Regions from separate parts of the Sus scrofa genome. Here region 1 is linked to region 2. The links are chromatin contacts, called in public HiChIP or PLAC-seq maps. All regions are on one chromosome and are shown on one strand. The core of a region is the stretch at or near the end of the contact, and the rest is flanking DNA. Distances in the headings are between cores, read along the strand shown. Region 1 overlaps MAST2 (microtubule-associated serine/threonine-protein kinase 2). Region 2 overlaps MAST2 (microtubule-associated serine/threonine-protein kinase 2).

Region 1 (7,486 bases), core at 2,657-5,156, 170 kb before region 2:
TTCGATCCCTGGCCTAACTCAGTGGGTTAAGGATCTGGCATTGCTGTGGTGTAGGTCGCAGATGAAGCTCGGATCTGGCATTGCTGTGGCTATGGTGTTGTCTGGTGGCTACAGCTCTGGTTCAACCCCTAACCTGGGAAGATCCATATGCTGTGGGTGTGGCTCTAAAAAGGCAAAAAAAAAAAAAAAACCAAAAACAACCCAAAAAGGTGCTGGGAGCAGAGCCTGGGATGATGGAAGCAAGTTGGACAGTGTTCCTTGATGAGGGTGGGAGCATCTGCTTACAGATTTTCCCATCGTTGTTTTACTGGCTGTCCTTTAGCCAAAGATCACCCTAAAAGCTTTTTCCACCGCGGTTACTCATGGCCACCTATGATCAGGACTAGTCAGAGGAAGCTTAATATTGCAACCCTTATGCCTCCTTCATTGCTGATCTAAACTTCTCTGTGGTTCTCTGCTGAATTTGCCGTCTAGCTTTGTACCTTCTTGGGAAAATCCTTAAGGTACCTTGGTAATTACTACTTTTTATCAGCAGATGTTGGTTGTTTTTCATCAGTGATATACATACTGGGGGCCCTAAGGGGTTTGAAAACCAAGTTATTGGGTCACGGCCAGCCACTGGGGAGTTTGGAGCAGAGGAATTACATGACACACATTCATTTCAATCCCATCTTTATGGCTACTCTGTTGAGCATGACCGAATGGGTATGTGGAAGCAGAGACCAGTTAAGAGGCTCTTGCAGTTATTCAGGCAAGAGAGCAAGTGATATGAAACAATTGTCTATGAGTAGGAGAGTGCTCCTCTTTATAACAGAACTACTTGAGGAGTTCCCGTCGTGGCTCAGTGGTTAACGAATCCGACTAGGAACCACGAGGTTGCGGGTTCGATCCCTGGCCTCGTTCAGTGGGTTGAGGATCCGGTGTTGCCGTGAGCTGTGGTGTAGGTCACAGACGTGGCTTGGATCCTGCGTTGCTGTGGCTGTGGTGTAGGCTGGTGGCTACAGCTCCGATTAGACCCCTAGCCTGGGAACCTCCACATGCCGTGGATGTGGCCCTAGAAAAGGCAAAAACCAAAACAAAAAACTGCTTGAAAGAGCTGTCTATATCTTCTTTCACTTCCTTTCCTTTCATTCCTTTTGAACCCATTCCAATCGACTGATTCTCTATAGTTCCTCTGAAACACTTAGGTTAAGGTCATCATTGGCCAAAGCCCAGTGGCCAAACCCAGTCTTCATGTCACTCAACCAGTTGCTTTTATTTATTATTATTATATTTATCATTAGTAGTAGTGTTAGTCTCAGTAGTAGTCTCAGCAGTAGTAGTAGTGTTGAGGCCATGCCTGTTCCCCCGCAGGAATTGAACCCACACCATGGCGGTGACCCAGGCTGCTGCAGTGATAATGCCATATCCTTAACCCAACCTGCTCTGCCACCAGAGAACGCCTTGATTCTTTTCTTTTTCTTTTTTTCTTTTTTGTCTTTTGTCTTTTGAGGGCCACACCCGCGGCATGTGGAGGTTCCCAGGCTAGGGGTTGAATCAGAGCTACAGCTCCCGGCCTACACCACAGCTCACAGCAACAGCAGATCCCTAACCCACTGATCAAGGCCAGGGATTGAACCCACAACCTCGTGGTTCCTGGTCGGATTCGTTTCTGCTGTGCCGTGATGGGAACTCCTGATTGGTTTCTTAACTTCATTTTCCACATTCAGCCCATCGGATGTGATTGGTGATACATTTCGCCTTTCATGAAACCTTGCCGTTAGCTCTGTCACTGCCCTAATGTTAGCCTGTCATCTTTCATTCTTTTTCCCACCACACCTGTGGTATATGGAAGTTCCCAGGCTAGGGGTTAATTCGAGCTGCAGCTGAGGCCTCTGCCATAGCCGAAGCAACACTGGATCCGACCCACATCTTCAACCTCTGCCTGGGCTTGCAGCAACTCTGGATCCTTAACCCACTGAGTGAGGCCAGGGATTGAACCGCATCCTCATGGAGACCATTTGGGTTCTTAACCTGCTGAGACACAGTGGGAACTCTTAGCTTGTCATCTTTCATGGCTTTCTATAACTGTCTCCTGTCTTCCTGCTTCTGCTCTTCTCCTCCTCTCCGCACCCATGATAATTTGCATACAGCAAGATCGAAATCGTCCTTTAAGCTAAAATCAAAGTTTGTCACCCCCTGCTCAAAACCCTGCAGTGGCTTTCCATCACAATCCGTCAAAATCCAAAGTGCTAGTTTTGTCCTGTAAGATTCCGCACGGTCCACCTCTTCGCCTTTGCCAACCTCGTTCTCTTCTATTCCTCTTGGCACCGAGCTCTGGTTACACTGGCTGCCTTCCTGGTCTCCACGTATGTTAAGCACGCTCCTGCGTGAGGACGTTTTAAAAATGATCCTTTGAGGACTTCTCTACTGAGGTGTTCTTTTTCCAGATGCATCCATAGGCTGGCCTCCTGTCCCATTCAGGTCTCTGTTCGGATATCACCTCTTCAGAGAGGCTTCTTTATTTTTGGCTGCGCCTATGGCACACAGAAGTTCCCAGGCCAGGGATGGAACCTGAGCCAGGGCAGTGACAACACTGAGTCAACCACTAGGTCACCAGGGAACTCCTTGTTCAGTGTCTTTAAACTAATACTGGTCATTCCCTTTCCCGCTTTTCAGTCATGTCCTTTATTCACCTGTTACTATCACATATTTGTTGTTTATTGTCATTTCCCACATTAGAATATATGGTTCATGAGGGTAGGAAATTGGGTCGTTTTTTTCCTCACTGCTATATTCCAGCTTCTAGAATTGTGTATAGGAGGTACTAAATAAATACTTCTTGAGTGAATGAGAAGGGTTGGTGTAGTGAATAAGTCATTCTGACCTCAGATTCCAACTCTGTGACCTGTTGCATGTTACTTGAGTTCTCTGAGCTTTAATTATCCCACATGTGTGTGATGGAGATGCTGTCATGCCCAATTTTATAGGGTTGTTGTTAGAATTAATAAATTAATCCATGTAAAGTACTTTTTACAAAGCCTGATAACAATCAGTGCTCAATAATGGTTAATTATCATATTTTATGGTGCATACATAAATGTGTGAGCTTAGAGTTCGTATTTTTCTGTGTTTTCATCTGGTTTTAGAAATAAATGTAATCGAGAAAGATAGGGCTTGATCTTTGATGTGTTGGTGTTATTGAGCTGTTCTTTTACTTTGTTCAGCTTGGAAAGATGGCTTTAATTGGTGCTTTTCCCTTTAGGGAAACTTATGGTTTTCTTTATTAAGTAACTGGCTTAGACGATATTATAGTCTCCCTAGGTTTTAGAATGTAATTAAGAGCAAAATCAGGCCAAGGAAACCACATTTTAAAATTCTGTGATATCATTTTAGTTGTACCAACTTTAATGTAATAAAATACTTCCTGGGGTGAACCTGAGTAGCAGATGCACAAATTCTTTAACCTTTAATTTGTTGGGAGATTAACAAGCCACATAGTTTCTCTGCCTGTATTTCATCAAAGCAGAGGTAATACCGTAATGTCAGACCTTCTAATTTTCATGACTATTACAGGCCTGCAGGAATGCTTTAATGACAACAGAGCTTTCAAATTGTTGGTATTAATTTTTAAAAAGTCTTTAAGTTATTTCAAAGAGGTGATATCAAGATGATTTTTTTCTAGATGACCCCAGGGAATCTGAGTCCTGCCTTTGACCAGTAAGAGAAAGGGACATTTTATTACTAGCTCTCATGTTGGTAGCCTTTTTTATCTGAGAACACTAGTTGCTATAACAAATACATTTGAAAGGACCCAGACTAATGGAAGCGCTACCATTTTCTACACACGGCTTCCAAGGTCCCCTGAGGCGGCAAGTGGGGGATCTTGTGGGAGTGGCTGATGGGCCAGACTTGGAAATGGCTTAATCACTTAGCCCTATTCCGTTGTCAGAATTGAGTCACAAGGCCTAGCGTAGCTGCTGGAGGGCAGGTCTTTTCGATTGTGCCCAGGGGGGAGGTTTGGTCGCTATCCAGCTAGTCCACAGCCCTCCAACCCTGACACAGTCCACACTAGGACTGTGTTGGAAATCCTCTTATTTTGGGTGTAGATCACCTAGAACCTTCATTCTTTAGAGGCCCACAGGGTTTGGGGTAGTTAGTCACTGTTTTGAATGCATGTAAAGGCCTTTTCCCAGGAAGACCTAGGAGATCTGGAAAAGCTTGTTTTCCTCTGTCCATGGCAGACCCCGCTCTCGCAGGTCCTGGTGGCCGGTGAGAGCTGTCTGTAGGAGTTTCTCGCTTTGTCAGTCCAGCCTGTGGAAGAGGAAAAAAGCCACAAGGAAGCCCAGAGAAGCCAGAGAGGAAGGTGACTGGGTTTTAGCTCTTCTTACCTTATTTTATTTTTGACTGCACCTGCAGCATGTGGACGTTTCTGGGCCAAGGACTGAACCCTTGCCACAGCAGTAATGACTCCCAATCCTTTATTGGCTGTGCCACAAGAGAACTCCTTGTTCTCACTTTAGTAGGCTTCTGGAAGGAAGTATGGCCCTTTAGAAAGCCTACCTCTATATATGCTTCGACTTCTTAAATTATGGTAAAATACATTTAACATAAAATTTACGGTTAGTGACATTCAGTGCATTCGGATGTACAACCTTCCCCACCACCTAATTCCAGAACATTTTCATCACTCCAGAAGTCACTCCCCATTTCCTCCTTCCCCTGGTCCCTGGCAACCGCTAACCTGTTTTCTGTCTCTATGGACTGTGGACATTTCATATAAATGAAATCGTATGATATGCGGCCTTTTATGTCTGGCTTTTTTCGTACATGTTTTTGAGATCTGTTCACAGTGTAGCGTGTATCATCATATATCATTCCTTTTTATGGTTGAGTAGTATTCCATTATATGGATATACAGCATTTTGTTTATTCAACTGATGGACATTTGGGTTCTTTATACCTTTTGGAGATTGCGATAGTGCTGCTATGAGCATGTGTGTATAAGTTTTGTTTGTACACCTGTTTTTCAGTTTTTTGTTTCTGTATACAGGAGTGGAATTGCTGGGTCATATGATAATACTCTGTTGAACTTACTGAGGAACTGACAAACTGTTTTCCACAATGAGTGTACCATTCTGACAGTCCCACCGGCAATTTACAGGCTTCCAGCTGTCCCTTACCTGGCTAACACTTGTTATTTGCCAATTTAAAAAAATGTGGTCATTCTACTGGATGTAAATGACATCTCTTTGTGTTTTTTATTTGCATTTCCCTGTAGGTTAATGATGTTGAGCATCTTTTTATTGGTTGTTGACCATTTGCATATCTTCTTCCTAGAAATGTCTATTCCAACCCTTTGCCTTTTTTTTCCTTTCAATTGCAAATAAGATTCTACAGGTTCTGATTTTCCCATCAAGGGGCAGGGCTCAAGTCATCCCTAGGAGAGACTCCTCTGCCAATTTTTAAATTGGGTTGCTTATTGTTGAATTGTAACAGTTCTGTATTTATTCTGAATGCTGGATTCTTATCAGAATGATTTGCATATATTTTCTCCCATTCAGTGGATTGTCTTTCACTTTCTTTGATACACACATTTTAAAATTTTTGATGAAATACAATTTACCTATATTTTTGGTTTGTTGCTTGTGATTTCTCTTACCTAAGAAACCGTTGCTAAATCCATGAACATTTACTCATTTTTTTTTTTTACCCGTTTAATGGTTTTAGCCTTTATATTTAGGTGTTTTATCCTTTTTGAGCTAATTTTAGTATTAATGTGACTAAAAGAGAGAGTAATTTCATGCTTTTGCATGTAAGCATCCTGTTGTCCTTTTTCAAGGTCCTCCAGGTGGTAAGTGATAGAGCCCAAAAGAGCCTTGGCTCTAGAGCCTGTGCTCTTAAAACATTGAAGATGCTTTGGAGTTCCCTGCTGGCTCAGCAGGTAAGGATCTGGCATTGTCACTGCTGCAGCTTGGGTCTCTGCAGCTTGTGGCATGGTTCAGAGTTGGCCTTGGAATTTTTGTATGCTGCCAGCACAGCCAAAAAAAAAAAAAAAAGTTGAAGATGCTTTCATTTTAACTATCAAATTATTTTAGAGAGATAAACTGGGGTTTATAGGTTGGGAATTAAGATTAGTTTCATATTTCTGTGCTTTCATTGGCTTTATGATTTTGTGCAAAACTTCTCTCTTCCCCAGGAGGAAATCACTGTTCTGAAGATGGTGTATATTAAACTATTGCGTTAGTGGAAAAAAAATTCATTACTAAAGATATTTATCCATAAGCAAGATGTGGGAATATTTGCGTTTTTTTTGTTTTTTGTCTTTTTAGGGCCACACCCAAGGCGTATGGAGGTTCCCAAGCTAGGGGTCCAATCACAGCTGTAATCGCTGACCTACACCAGAGCCACGGCAACTCAGGGTCCGAGCCGCCGTGTCTGCGACCTACACCACAGCTCACAGCAACGCCAGATCCTTAACCCACTGAGCGATGCTAGGGATCAAACCCGAGGCCTCATGGATGCTTAGCTGGGTTTGCTAACCTCTGAGCCATGATGGGAACTCCGGAATATTTGCTTTTAAATTTTATATAAATTGTGTGTTATTATGTATATCCTTTTGCTCTCTTACCTTATTTTACTCAACATTGTTTTTGAGAATTATGAGAATTATGTCATGAGTCAGCAAACCTTTTTTTTTTTCTCGTCTTTTTGCCTTTTCCAGGGCTGCTCCTGTGACATATGGAGATTCCCAGGCTAGGGGTCTAATCAGAGCCGTAGCCACTGGCCTATGCTAGAGCCGCAGCAATGAGGGATTCGAGTCGTGTCTGCGACCTACACCACAGCTCATGGCAACGCCGGATCCTTGACCCACTGAGTGGCCAGGGATCAAACCCGCATCCTCATGGATCCTAGTTAGGCTCGTTGCCGCTGAACTACCACAGAAACTCCTGTAGCGTTCCTTTGAATAAATAATTTGTATAATATATAAACAGTTGGGTTATTTCCATTTTCCATATTAGAGGTAAATATCCTTGTGTACATATGCAAGAGTTTCTCTTGCTGGATATTATTACCAGATTACTTTCTACAGTGATTGTATCAATATGTACTTTGACCTGGGATGTTTCCCTCTGTCCTTGCCAACCCTTGGTGTTATCAGGTTATTACTTTTTGTTAATTTGCTGTGTTTAGATGGCATCTCAATGCTTTAAATACATTTCCTTGATTATTAGTGAAGTTAATCTTTGTAGATTTATTGGGGTTTTTTGAAAATTTTTTCTGTGATTTCCTTACTTATGTGCTTTCATGTTTTTATTATAGACTATTTTTACTTTTCTTACTGATGTGAGTTCTTTATCAATGTCATTTAAGTAGACTACAGAGGAGAAGCATACTTTGGTCTAGGTTTGAATTCTCTTAGTAGTTTAGTAGGTTTGAATTTGAAGGAAGATAAGAATGTCTATTTTACAGTGTTGTTTTTGTAGTTAAATCAAGGTTTTATTTA
Region 2 (7,613 bases), core at 934-3,433:
ATTGTTTGAAAAAAACGGTCTGGCGCTTTCTCAGGTAAAGTTTGAAAATAGATAAACTGGAGCACAAAAGGTCACATATTTTGTGATTCCATTTCTAGAAAATGTCCCGGATAGGCAATTCCACAGGAACAGAAGGGTCAGTGGTCGCCAGGGCCTTCGGGAGGGAGTGTGAGGAGTGACTGCTAACAGGTCGTTTCTTTTTTGAGTGATAAAGAAATGCTCTGGAAATAGGTAGTGGTGCTGGTTGCAAAACTGCGCCAATACGCTAAAACGGCCACACTGTGCACGTTACAGTGGCGAATTTTATGGTGTGTGGATTATATCTCAACTTTTTATTTTTTTAGAGCAGCACCCATGGCATATAGAGATTCCAAGGTTAGGGGTCCAAACGGAACTACAGCTGCTGGCCTACGCCACAGCCACAGCAATGCGGGATCCGAGCCATGTCTGCGACCTACACCACTGCTCATGGCAACACCACATCCTTAACCCACTGAGCAAGGCCAGGGATCGAACCGGTAACCTCACGGTTACTAATTGGATTACTTTCCGGTGTGCCACCATGGGAACTCCTGTATCTCAGTTTTTTAAATTGAAAAACTAAAGTATCTAGAGATACATACTTAGTTGGTAAAGCTATAAGGAAGTGATTGCTGTAAAAGTCAGGGCAGTGATTACGTTTGCTGGGGTGGGGAGGAGTTTGGATGGGAAGATGACCTGTTGTTAACCTGGATGGTATTTATGCAAGCGCTTGCTATATAATCGTGTTTCTTTATAGCCAGTTAAACCTGGAAATGAAGCAGCTGGTTAAAGGTCAACTGACTGCTCCCTGTTCTGTTTGTTTATATGTGTTGTTATAATTTGTGTCTCTGGGATGGATGATTATTTGTCTTTGAACTGTTTCTTTTCAACCGTTAAACTGCTTGGTAGAGTTGAGAAGGTCTGCTTTTTCCGGGTTGCTAGGTTTTCTACTAGATTTTTTGTCCTGTTGAGCTATTGCTAGCTGTTTTTTTTTTGTTTTTTTTTTTTTTTTTGTCTTTTGTTGTTGTTGTTGTTGTTGTTGCTATTTCTTGGGCCGCTCCTGCGGCATATGGAGGTTCCCTGGCTAGGGGTTGAATCGGAGCTGTAGCCACCAGCCTACGCCAGAGCCACAGCAACGCGGGATCCGAGCCTCGTCTGCAACCTACACCACAGCTCACGGCAACGCTGGATCGTTAACCCACTGAGCAAGGGCAGGGACCAAACCCGCAACCTCATGGTTCCTAGTCGGATTCGTTAACCACTGCGCCACGACGGGAACTCCTATTTCTAGCTGTTTTTAAGGAAAAGTTCTTTTCAATGATAGGATTTTTCTGGGGTCAGAACTTGTGACTATTAAGTCAGTAAGAAGGGTCAACTTAGATATTTTCTTCAAAATGTTACTATTCTACCATCCTGATCTTCCTTCAAAAGACGACCAATTCCAATTATTGATTTTATTGTCACGGTCTTCACAGTAGTAGTGTTTGGCCTCTTGGTAAAAGGACTGTTGGAAAAATAGAGAAAAGACAATAAAGGCAGCATAGACTTCTTCAGCCACAGTTTCTGTATGATGAACAGTTTCCCTGGTCTTAATCCCAGGTTCCTGTCGCAGAGCTTCTAGAAACCTTGGAACTTCCTGAGTGATCGCGTCTTTGTGACTGCTGCTGAGGCAACGCATGGTGGCCCCCTGTAGCGTCAGAATGGTGGCTGGTCACCAGGAAAACCAACCACATGATTAGAAAATTGGGGCTTTTGTCCAGCCCAACCTCCTGGGGAGGAGACAGGAGCTGGAGATTGAGTTCACTTGTGTTGCCGGTGATTTAATGAGTTATGCGGTAGGGGGAACTCCCATGAAAACTGTAGACACTGAAGCTCAGAGCAGAGTTTCCTGGTTGGTGAACACATTTATGTACTGGGAGGCCAGGGGTCTAGATTCTACAAGGAGGGGGCACAGCAGCTCTGCATTCATTCCCAACTTCACCCCTGTACACACTTTCTAGTAAAACTGTAATGATACATAGAACACTTTCTGCGTTCTGTGAGTCATTCTAGTGAATTATTGCAGCTGGAAACCTCTGAATTTATAATCACTGTAGGTCAGAAGTACAAGCACCTCCCTCCTCCCACGTTTTATGGCTGAAGCAGGAAGTGAGGCAGACTCGTTAAGGACTTTGCCCTTAACCTGTTGGTTCTGTGCTAACTCCGTGTGGTTGGTGTCGGAACTGAATTGCAGTACACCTAGTTAGTGTCAGAAGAGTACCTTTGGAAAACTGTTTTGGAGCCTGACCTGTTGGGAGGAATGCTTTTATAATCTGTTATGTCATCAGCTTCCAGGTAGTAGGAATGCATCATTATTTACTCCTGAATCACAGACGCTTTTTGCCAAAGATTATAATCACACACATACAGATCTGTTTTTGGCTCTGTTCTGGCAACTGCCCCATAACTTGGAAGCCAGATTCCTCTCTCTGATGTTGGCCATATTTGGTATATTAGACGTGGAATTGTGAACCAGCTCTAGAACATTCTAGTGAGCAAATGTATAAATCTCAATAACCGACGAAGTAGCAAGTACTTACCTCCCTGACACTGGAATAAAGATGTACCATGTGTTGCCCTTAATTCTGGTAGATGCCATCAAGGGTTTGAAAACAGGCAGAGGGGAAAGAGGACATACTCAGTTATTAAGACTCAGAAGACGCCTTTTATGCAGAAGCTGTTATAAACTAATTCTGGGCGAATGCGGTCTGACTTTACTATGGCTTTCTGAAGTCCTTAATCACCTTGCCTTTGACTGACTTAATGAAGAAACCCCCTAATTCCTTTCCTCTTTCTACTCAGTCTATGAAATTTTGAAGCTGGACTTTTTTTTTTTTTGCCTTTTAGGGCCGCACCTGCGGCATATGGAGGTTCCCAGGCTAGGGGTCGAATCGAAGCTGTAGCTGCCGGCCTACGCCACAGCCATAGCAACACGGCATCTGAGCTGCGACTGCAACCTATACCACAGCTCACAGCAACGCCAGATCCTTAACCCACTGAGCAGGGCCAGGGATTGAACCCACAACCTCATGGTTCCTAGTCAGGTTCGTTTCTGCTGTGCCACAGTGGGAACTCCAAAGCTGGGCATTTTTTCTGATTGCTTTGTACCTTTCTACTACTTAGAATTTTCAAATAGCAGCATTCACCACAGTGGTTCTCTAAAAGCTGATGTACTTGGGTGTGAGGGGAAAATATAAAAACTGCTTACTTTTTATCATGAAAAATGATGATTAAATTAAGCTTTACTAGGGAGTTCCCATTGTGGCTCAGTAGTAACAAACCCAACTAGCATTCATGGAGATGCAGGCTTATGGATTAAGCAGGATCTGCCGTTGCTGTGTCTGTGGGGTAGGCCGGCCACTTCAGCTTTGATTTGACTCCTAGCCTGGGAACTTTTTTTTTTTTTTTTTTTAAGGGCTGTACCCTCGGGATATGGAGGTTCCCAGGCTAAGGGTCGAATTGGAGCTACAGCTGCTGGCCTACACCACAGCCACAGCAACCCCAGATCTGAGCCACATCTGCGACCTACACCACAGCTCACGGCAATGCTGAATCCTTAACCCACGGAGCGAGGCCAGGGATCAAACCTGCAACCTCATGGCTCCTAGTCGGGTTCATTTCCGCTGCACCACGACAGGAACTCCCTGGGAACTTTCACATGCCACGGGTACAGCCCTAAAAAGACCCCAGAAAACCCCCACAAGCTTTGCTGTACTCATTAGATCCATTTGTCAGACTGTGTCTGAATTTGTACCTAACATCACGGACACCGTGTGGTGTTCCACTGTACACCCGCAGTCCGTCGTTCCCTCGGCGCGCTGCCGCATGCCACAGCTCACAGGCGAATTGCTACAATTCCTTCTGAAATGGTGTTGAGGGACTTTTGGAAAATTGGGTATAAGAGGGAAATTTACTGGTTGTCTCGTGGCAAGTTACTTAAAAGGTTAGACTAAGTGATGTAATGCAGTTTCCTTTTAAAAATGTCGAAGTGTTCCAAATTTGCTGACCTTTTTTGTGCTAACAAATGATTTTTAGTAGGATACTGCCTAGGAGATATTTGAGAGGGTCGGGGAAGGCAAATACCCTTGGTCTCTTCCTTCAGGGTGAAAGTGACATTTTAACAATGAATGAAAAAGTGGCTGCATTTTGAAAGACGTTTGTGCCAGAGAGAGAGCATTTTGAAAATGGATATTTTGAAAGGTTCCCATCTGTATGTGTTTTTATTGACCAAAATGATGCCACCTATTGAAACAGGTAAATTACCATTTTTTAAAAACATTGGAAATAGAATATCCTTACCTTCCAAGTTCAATAGATTTTGAACCACTTGTTTAAAAAAAAAGATGCGTCTTTCCATTAGTTTCCAAGAAAAACTGCTGAATGTCACAGAAGGTAGAAATTTTTTATCGCCCTCTGGGTGGAACTGAAAGACGAGTAGCATGATGGGGTTTCTGCTCCGAGGCAAGGGCTAATCATGCAGCTTGTCTCTGTGGAGGATGCTGGCTTGATCCCGGACCGGCTCTGTGGGTTGAGGATCTGGCATTACGGCGGCAGTGGGTCGCAGCTCCAGCTCAGATTGGATCCCTGGCCCGGGAACTTCTGTATGCTGCACTGCGGTGCGGCTGTAAACGAAAAAAAACACCAAGTATCATGATCTAAAAAACAGAGCCATTAATACACTTCTTTGATTGGAAGCTATGCGTCTTGGTGAGGTTTATTTTCCATCTATAGTAAAACCAATCACAAAATCTAAATTTAAAAACCCAACTGTGGAAGACCTAAGATTTCTAAAAACGTGAACCATCTTCACTCAAAAAGAGTGAAAAATGGTATAACATGAATGAACTAAACACATTTTCATTTTTAAATATTTGTTTTAAAGCATACATTTTGATAATTTTGTGGAATGAGTACCACTACTGAAACGGTACCTATATCCATCGTGGCCCACAGTCCCCACGTGTCCATTTACAGCTCCTTCCGCCTCCAGGCAACCATTGATCTGCGTTCTGTCCCTTACAGATTAGTCTGAATTTTATAGAATTTTAGTCTAATTGGATTCGCATGGTATGGACTCTTTTTCTGGTCTGGCTTCTTGTCCTTTGCTTTTCCGAGTGAATTTTAAAAGCAGCTTGTCCCAAAGGCAGCCGGCGGGAAGGGTGTGCGTGCGTGAGGCAGGCCATACAGAGAACATCTCTGTACCTTCTGCTCATTTTTGCTATACACCTAAAACTGCTCCAGAAAGAGTCTTAACTTTTTTCAAGGCAGCTGGGATTTTGATTTGGATTATTCTGAACCCGTCCATCAGTTAAGGGAAAACTGGCGTCTTGGCAGTCCTGAATCTTCTTACACATGGGATATTTCCCTATTTATTCAGACCGTCTTTAATTTCTCTTGACCCTGATTTGTATAGCTCTGATGCATCTTTTTCAGGTTTACCTCTTAAGCATTCCGTATTTTTAATGCAGTAAATGGTATCATTTTTATTTGCAATTTCTGGTTATTGCTAACATGTGGAAATACAATAGATTTTTGTATGTTGACCTTATATCCTGCAGCCTTGCTAAAATTGCCTGTTTTGAGGAACATTATTATAGATTCTGTCACATAAACAATCTATGAATAAATACAGTTTTATTTCTTCCTTTCCAATCGAGGTGATTTTTATTCTCTTTATTGCCTTATTTCATTCACTAGGGCCTCCAGTATAGCTCTGAATGGGAACAGCTATAGCATTAGCATCCTTGCCTCATTTCTGATCGTAGAGCATTCTGTCTTCACCATTAAGGAAATGTTAACTATAGCTTTGTCGTAGATGCCGCTTAACAATTTAAGAATGTTTTCTTCTGTTCCTAGTTTGGAGAAAATTAGGTTGTTGGTTAACTGAATTTGTAATATTTGAAACTAGGTTACTGGTTACTGAATTTTTGTCAAATGCTTTTTTGTGTCCAATGTGATGATATAATGGTTTTTCTTTGTTGGCCTGTTAATATAGTGGGGTTTACTGATTGATTTTTGCAGATTTTATTTTTTATTTTTTTTTATCTAGACTCCATGGAGAGCAGGCACTGAAAGTTTTACATGTGGGACCCTCCCAGACCTCACAAGTCTCTTTTTTTGGCTGGTTCTTTTCTTTTTTTTTAGGGCTGCACCTTCGGCATATGTAAGTTCCCAGCCTGGGGGTCAAATCAGCTGCAGCTGCCGGCATAGCCACAGCCCCAGCAACGGAGGAATGAGGCCACATTCGTCATCTATGCCACAGCTTGTGGCAACGCTGGATCCTTAACCCATTGATCGAGGCCAGGGATCAAACCCAAATCCTCATGGACACTAGTCAGGTTCTTAGCCCACTGGGCCATATAAGGAACTCTTTGGTTCTTTCAAGTCCTGCCCAAGGAGACAGCTCCTCCTCATCACTTTTCCCACACCCTGCTGGCATGTGCTAGCCAGGAGGTGGAAGCAGCTTGTAGGCAGTAGCCTGGACCCCAAGTACGAGAAACCCAGAGTGGGTACTAGGTTGAGAGCAGATCTACCGCGTAGGGTTGTGCACCTCACCAGGGCTCCCAGTCAAGGAAGGGGACGAGCAGAAGCTGAAAAGGCCCGTTTTTCAGTAGTTCTGCCAAAGAGAGTGTTTTTGTATAATTGATATGGAGGTGCTGCGTCGGTGGGGGTGGGAGTGGGGCATTGTTTGAGAGGCTGGTTTTTCCAAGATCCGTACAGAAAGACAGTATGTGCTATCCACACCCGTTAAATGGAGATAACGAGAAACAATTGGCAGCTTTATGGCACTTGGAACATTCATAGCCTGTATAGAAAATAAACCATCCAAGGAGTAGCCAGGGCAGAATGCTGAACTGCCAGGTCCCTGGGGAGCTACAGCTCCACACAGCCAGTGTTGGTTCATAGAGGTGAGCACGGAGGTGGGGAGGTGGCCAGGGACCGGCAGACTGGTCAGCACGTCACGGAGTAAGGTGCTTGCTTCACCACGGCCTTCTGGGTAGAAACGTTGACAGCTTCTGCCAGCTCAGGGCTCCTACATGCCAGCCTTCAGCTGGAAGGTAGCCCAGAGAAGTATGGCAGGCTTAGGTTTGAGAGTCGTTGTCCCTAGCTCAAAGGTAAGTCCAGTTTGGTTCAAAGTGTCTGAGCTATAAATTTGCACGTTTTAGGGGACATGTGAAAAGTAAAACAGAGATGGAGATAATTACTGCACTGAAGAGGGTGGGCCTGCCCTGCGGCGTGGGGGCCTTGTGTGTGACCTGTTGAAGGAGCACTGCTTCCCCACTTCCCCTTCAGCACACGTATTTCTGGGTGAGCCCCTTGTTAGCAGTGTGCAGAGATGTGTGTGCAAGAGACCTTCAGACCACGAGTCCCATTGCGCTTTGAAAAATGGTTGAGCATTTGGCCGTGCCAGCTGTGCTGGAAGAGTTCAAGCCTTTGGGAAGCTGGGTTAACTTGAGGAGGCAGATTGAAACCTGAGGTGTTCCTAGGAGGGCAGGAAATTATCAAGGTGCTGCTAAATCTGGAACAGATGCCTGAGAAACATAGATGGTTCC

Evidence for each region. HiChIP or PLAC-seq counts read pairs in DNA pulled down with a chosen protein or histone mark.
Region 1: an H3K27ac HiChIP or PLAC-seq map of alveolar macrophages shows a contact between it and region 2. The contact joins two enhancer-like sites. A contact is called at or near these places in 1 of 47 Hi-C or Micro-C datasets (embryonic fibroblasts) and 1 of 2 datasets of contacts at active chromatin or transcription factors (alveolar macrophages).

Annotation. Positions count from the first base shown.
Region 1 is chr6:165,607,636-165,615,121 of Sscrofa11.1, reverse strand. All of the region lies in intron 1 of MAST2 (microtubule-associated serine/threonine-protein kinase 2), which reads left to right. Among named protein-coding and RNA genes, the nearest start is that of MAST2, 8.6 kb to the left of the region's middle. Within about 2 kb of position 3,906, at least 3 of the 83 cell types and tissues checked have an H3K27ac peak or open chromatin away from gene starts, as enhancers often do. A contact at or near this core is called in alveolar macrophages, where this site is marked.
Region 2 is chr6:165,436,656-165,444,268 of Sscrofa11.1, reverse strand. All of the region lies in intron 6 of MAST2 (microtubule-associated serine/threonine-protein kinase 2), which reads left to right. Among named protein-coding and RNA genes, the nearest start is that of MAST2, 180 kb to the left of the region's middle. Within about 2 kb of position 2,183, at least 14 of the 83 cell types and tissues checked have an H3K27ac peak or open chromatin away from gene starts, as enhancers often do. A contact at or near this core is called in alveolar macrophages, where this site is marked.